Linked DNA regions of Mus musculus: region 1 is linked to region 2. A link is a contact called in public Hi-C data. All regions are on one chromosome and are shown on one strand. Each heading gives the region's core, a stretch centred on a gene start, on an enhancer-like site or on the middle of the called end of the contact. The rest is flanking DNA. Distances are from core to core; before and after follow the strand shown.

What was found. A called contact is a pair of places that touch in the nucleus more often than the background predicts.
Region 1: a contact with region 2 is called in a Hi-C map of the MNK3 cell line, with 8 times the contacts expected there. The contact joins the enhancer-like site here to the promoter of Xpo4 in region 2. A contact is called at or near these places in 12 of 39 promoter capture datasets (the 3T3-L1 cell line, 3T3-L1-derived adipocytes, cranial neural crest and 7 more), 1 of 15 datasets of contacts at CTCF or cohesin (large pre-B cells), 75 of 484 Hi-C or Micro-C datasets (the AtT-20 cell line, B cells, the C2C12 cell line and 45 more), 10 of 115 datasets of contacts at active chromatin or transcription factors (PVALB interneurons, T-cell acute lymphoblastic leukemia, astrocytes and 7 more) and 1 of 9 other capture datasets (adipose tissue).

Annotation. Positions count from the first base shown.
Region 1 is chr14:59,120,930-59,123,818 of GRCm38.p6, reverse strand. No RefSeq gene overlaps it. Among named protein-coding and RNA genes, the nearest start is that of 1700129C05Rik, 21 kb to the left of the region's middle. Within about 2 kb of position 1,543, at least 2 of the 459 cell types and tissues checked have an H3K27ac peak or open chromatin away from gene starts, as enhancers often do. A contact at or near this core is called in the MNK3 cell line and the P5424 cell line, where this site is marked.
Region 2 is chr14:57,663,553-57,666,492 of GRCm38.p6, reverse strand. It overlaps Xpo4 (exportin 4), which reads left to right and starts at 1,255. Exons shown (of 23, transcript NM_020506.2): 1 at 1,255-1,605. The coding sequence starts at 1,537.

The DNA.
Region 1 (2,889 bases), core at 294-2,793, 1.5 Mb before region 2:
CCTCCCCTCCCCTCCCTTCCTTTTTTCTTTTCTTTTCTTTTCTTTTCTTTTCTTTTCTTTTCTTTTTTCTCCTTTCCTTTCTTCTTGCCTTGCCTTGCCTTCCCCCCCCCCTTTTTTTTCCTGCTCCCAAACACCCTTTCTCTCAGGAACCCCTCTCCAAGCTAAGGCTGGTCCTTGGCATCCAAGCATTTTTATATCCCAAAAATTCATCATAAATCAAGGAGTTTCAGCAGGAATGTTTACATGGTTTCCATTACGAGTAGTTATCTAATTAAACATTCATTATCTGTCACTATTTCTACAAGTTCATTAAACGTTTAAAACAATAATTCTTGTTATAAGCTAGCACAGTTTTGTCAAGAGACAAGTCATCTGCCTTGTGTCTTATTAGTTTTGAAGTTTTGTGTAGATAAATCCAGTCAATATTTTATCTTCTGTCTTTTCGCCTATAATAAATTGTCCATTCCCAGTGTATTACATTTTACATATCAGGTTTCACAGCTAGCCTAAAAGGAATGTTTTCCCTAATCATAAATTTGTTGCAAGCCTGCTTTCTATCCTAGTGCAATTAGACTGTGACACATCAATGTTTACGGAGCCCTAATTGCAGCTTTTCCTATTTACCTGTAAAAATTTAGAATCATTATTAGGAATTATGAAATAATCAGTTTGTCTATATAGCATTACTACAAGAGAGTAAATCTTCATTGATTTGCAGACAATCTGCCCATTAGGGTGGGCTAATGTCCAGGAATTATTAGACTAATTTTTAATGACTGAAAAGGCATATCAGCAATAAAATTTAATTCTGAGATGTGATTTCTAAAGGCCCTGCAATATAGAATTTACTCATTGCAGCTATGCTAAAATGGTGGGCCATCTCCAGGAAAGTTACCTGCATGCCTTTAGTTATTCAGTCTCTAATTTAACAACCTCTCCTCTTACCAGTCCCTTACAACCCGGTTCTCCCTGATCACATATATCACTCTACTAACTAGCTCGTGGTCACCAAGATCTCCCTCAATGAAGTTGTTAGTAATCAACATCTTCCCACGAGGAGCCTCTGCTGTCCAATCATCCTCACAGCATTGCTTTGCTGACCAACATCTCTCTTTACCAAGCCCCTGATAAAGTTTCTCAGCCCAGTTCTAGGTAACCAATACATCCACACCCAGTTCCTGGCAACCAGCATCTCCCTTGGCCTTGTCCCTGGTAACTAACATCCCTAACCATTTAGTTCCTGGGCAGTAACATCTTAAAAACTGAGTTAATAAAAATCCCTGTCTACAATATATCCCCAGTAAGCAACCGATTGAAGCACATAGTCACCTGCAACTGTGATTTTCTTTTTCCTAGCCCTTTATACCACACAACTTAAACACTTATTCTGGCTTACATCTCTAGGCATTTATTCCATCACAGTCAGAATCTAGAGAAGACTAGACATGGAGGGAGGGGAAGGCATACTAGTAGAAGCAGTAGGCTTTATATCTCTGCTGTCACTCCTACTTGAAAGGCTGAGCAAACAGCAAGTGGGGCTGGGCTATAAAACCTCAAGGTCAAGCCCCCAAGGACTCACTTCCTTTAGAGACCCACCACTTCCTGGACGATCTAAAACCTCTGCAAACTGTGCCATCCATTGTTCAAATACTAAGACAAAGACAAGTCCACATGCTCCAAACTCCCTACAAGAAATGAAACCTTCTAACCATGCATATTTTAATGTGTAAGTTACAGTTGATAAAAATATATTTGTGCAGCTAATATGTTAGGAACTGGCAACAAAGGTTTTTTGTTTTTCAATGTACTGAGATCAGTTTCTTCAGAGCCATCAGAGTCTCTGACAAGTTGTTAAGATCAGCACCCACACTTCTGGCATATGCTGTCAATTTACAGCCTTGGGCTGGGTGGAGTGAAGAGAAGTTTCCATAATTGTCTCACATGGATGCTGAGACATTCACAATCAGAGTGAAAATAAAAGGATTTGTCGTGGTGACAACCAAAAAGAAAACTACAATATCATCTCCAAATTGTAATCACCATCACCTATAATTGTATGTGTTCAGCAACAAATTCTTCCTACTTGTAGAAACTGTACGCTGGTAGTATTATGAACCCTTTTGCTGGTGGTGTTTCTTATCTATTTTTTTTCTGACTTTTCTGTCTCTGTTTGTCTCTCTGTCTCTGTGTGTGGCATATGTTGCATGTCTCTATACATATGTGTACATGCTTGTAAGCACACATGTTGCATGTGTGTGTAGGACAAAGGTTGGTCAGGCATCTATCTTGATTATTCTCCATCTTATCCTGTTGTTTTTATTTTTTGAGTATTTTTGTTCTTTATTGGATTGGAAACTATCAATATAATAGCAGTAATTATGACCTCAAGATGTTCTGATCAGACACAACATTTTTTTTACCATAAATTATTACAAAAGCCTTTACAAACAAACAAACAAATAGACAGACAAGAAAGCAAGCTAAAACATTTCATTTCTGTTCATTGTACAGCTTTTGTGATGTGATGGGCTGTAAAATTAAGCTGTAATTCATATAAGTCATATAAGGTGACTGCTAAGCTAGTGAATGTCCTTGCTGTCAATTCCTTCCTTCATTTAATTCATGTTGATTGAACTGTTCCATGAGCACTTCTTCATATGTCACACAGCTAATTGACCACACTGTTATTGTGCTCCTGGATTCTCCTTGTTTTCCTTAAGATTCCCTCAAACTTCTGCTTATCCATAAGACTAAGTTCAAGGTGGCTCTACCTCTTCAGAGTTTTTCCTAGTGATCACAGACAACACAGAACTCAAAGAAGTACTTTGCCTTCTACTTTGATGTGTGGAGTAGTCCCACATTTGGTGCAGATGTCTTTAAGAATTGCCA
Region 2 (2,940 bases), core at 6-2,505:
CAAACAAACAAACAAAAAACCGATTGGCCATGCCTTTAATCCCAGCACTGAGGAGGCAGAGGGCAGGTGGATCTTTGTGTTTGAGGCTGGCCTGGTCTACAGCGTGAATAGAAAAATCCTGTTAAAAACACAAGAAAAGGGGCTGGAAAGATGGCTCAGCGGTTAAGAGCACTGACTGCTCTTCTGAAGGTCCTGAGTTCAAATCCCAGCAACCACATCGAGGCTCACAACCATCCATAGTGAGATCTGATGCCCTCTTCTGTGGAGTCTGAAGTCAGCTACAGTGTATTTACATATAAAATAAATAAATAAAGGCACTGAGAGTGGGTGGGGTGAAGAGAAGAATTTACATTTGTTTCAATAGAAACAATAGTAATAGAGAGATAGCTTAGTGGTTAAAAGCACTGGCTGCAATTCCAGAGGACTCAGGTTCAGTTCCAGCACCCTTACAATCATCAGTAACTCCAGTTGCTGGGGATTTGACACTCTCACACAGACATACATGCACACAAAACAATGCACATAAAATAAAAAATAAATCATTTAAAAATTAATGCAATTCTATTTCGAAGACACAAAACCTCAAAGGGGCGGAGGGCAGACTTACAAATCTCTGGGAAAACCAGGAAGTCTACAGAAGGAACTCAAAAACGTGGATTTTCCCCAGAAAGCAGAACAGGCAGTCAACAAAACTCAGAAAATGGAGCTGTCAGGTCGAAACATACAAATACTTCAACTAGACCACCTTTTGAACATTGAACTAGCTGATGTCGGGATCACTTTCCTGGACGTAGACTTTGAAAAACAAAACCTTAAAGAACCGGAGAGAAGACAGCGCGTTGAAGTTACTGTAACGCACCTTTCCTCGCAGATTCTGTACTTAGCATTGCTATTATAAACTCCTGAAGTCCAAAGCTGGCGGCAGCTGAGCCCTTACTGACTTCAGGAAGCCAAGTGGTTAGGGAGAGGGTTTCAAAAATCAAGAAAACCAAGCATTTCGTCCACGGATGCCCTTTTCTCACAGCGGAATGAACCGCGGAGCGGGAGGCATGAATTCTGGGCGTAGACGCACCCTTAGGAGAGCGCTTCCAAGGCTAAGAGATCCTGCTCCACACCGGACAGCCTATGGGAGCGAGAGGAAGCTCCCGCACGGGCAGGACACCCAAACCTTAACCCGCAGCTAACGGGCTGCGCGGCTCCGGTCCAGGACCTCGCGGCCCGCACCCAGCAGGGAACCACGCATGCGCAGGCCCCAGACCCGCGCGGGATGCCCGGCCGCGGCTGACAGAGCCAACCGCTCGGCCTCGCCCGGTGCCGGCTGCCGCCGCCCTCCTCCCAGCGCCGCGACCGGGCTCACGCTTGTCTCCTTCCAGCTGCTCAGGAATCGGCGGTCCCGTCAGGCCGCTGGGGGCGCGACGCCGACGGCTGCTGCGACAGCCCGGGAGGCGCGAGAGGCGCCGGGGTCGCGGCGGCGATTGGCCGGCCGCGGCGCCTGCTCCCAGAATGCAGCGCATGGCGCGTCATTGAAGAGAGACCATGATGGCGGCGGCGCTGGGGCCCCCAGAAGTGATCGCTCAGCTGGAGAACGCGGCCAAAGTTCTGATGGTGAGGACGCCGGGTCCGGAGAAACGGGGGATTAGTGGGACTCCGGCTGGCTCTCCCTGGTCAGGCCTGCTGTCCGCTGGGTTGGTGGCCAGGAAGGGCCTTGGGATGAACCCTGAAGTGGAGGTGGTGGTGGCGTGGCGCAGGATTCTCCATCCTACTTTCCTCTTGCCTTGGTTCTTTACTTTCTAGTGCTGTCTCCTTCCCTGACCGCCTTGTTCCTCCGCCTGGCACTGGGGTGTAGTGGTGTAAGATGGAGAGTTTCCTGTGCCGCCAGCTTCGCTCCATACCTCGCTAGGCAGACTGGGTAGCAGAGCAAGGCACAGGGTGAACCCCGCAGGACTTGGGTTAGGGAACATTCTTGGGACTGTGTGCATGACGCTGGGGAGTTGATCCTGTTAGGAGAGGGATGGCATAGTCTGGGTGCTGTTAGCAACCCTCGTTCTCTTGTGGATCGGGTCCCCTAGCTCTTTGCCTGACATGCAGACTGTTCTGGGTAACCGCAGCAGGCGGCACGTGGACGGACCGGCCGGAGGGAGAGAGGCTAATCTTTAGGACCAAGGTCGTTGGGGCAAAACTTGGTTCAAGACCTACTCTTTGTGGGTTTCGCGTTTTGGAAAACTGACTCTGTGGCAGGTTCCCAGGTACTTATTAGCTGAAGTCTAACAACTACCACGAAATAGTTTGGTGAGGGTGTTTGAGCAGGACGAGTCGGTATTATAAACAGGATTTCACATAGGGAGCAAAAGTAAGGAGAAGGATACTGTTTCGTTACTTAGTAAACTGTGTGTCTTATGCTTGCTGGCTCAGCCTGATTTCTTTCTTTCGTTCTTTGTAAATTATGACGATTGCATTTGTAGGGTTTTTTGTTTTGTTTTTAAAATTAGATGTCCATTTTATTACTTGAAATGATTTAGACATTTTAACAACTAAATGCAGCTAGATTTCTTTTTTACCCTACTTTAAGGTTACTGTCAAGGATTCTGTTGGAGCATCCTATTTAAGGATATTTTAGTTAAGGCCTGGAGAGACTGCTCAGTAGTTAAGAGCACGTGTTGCTTTTCCAGAGGACCTGAGCAGGTTCCCAGGTCAGGTAGTCAGTAGTTACCAATTGTAACTCCATTAAGTTTTGTCTTCACATACAATATAAGATGCTTTGGCTTTTAGAAAGTGAGAAGAGGGCCTAGAGAGATGGCAGCTCAGGGATTAAGATCACTTGTTGCTTTAGCAGAGGACCCTGCTCAGAACCCATGGTGATTTACAACTGTCCTTGACTCCAGTTTCAGGGTATCCGATGACCTCCACGGGCCATGCAGATAAAACACATAAATAAATCTT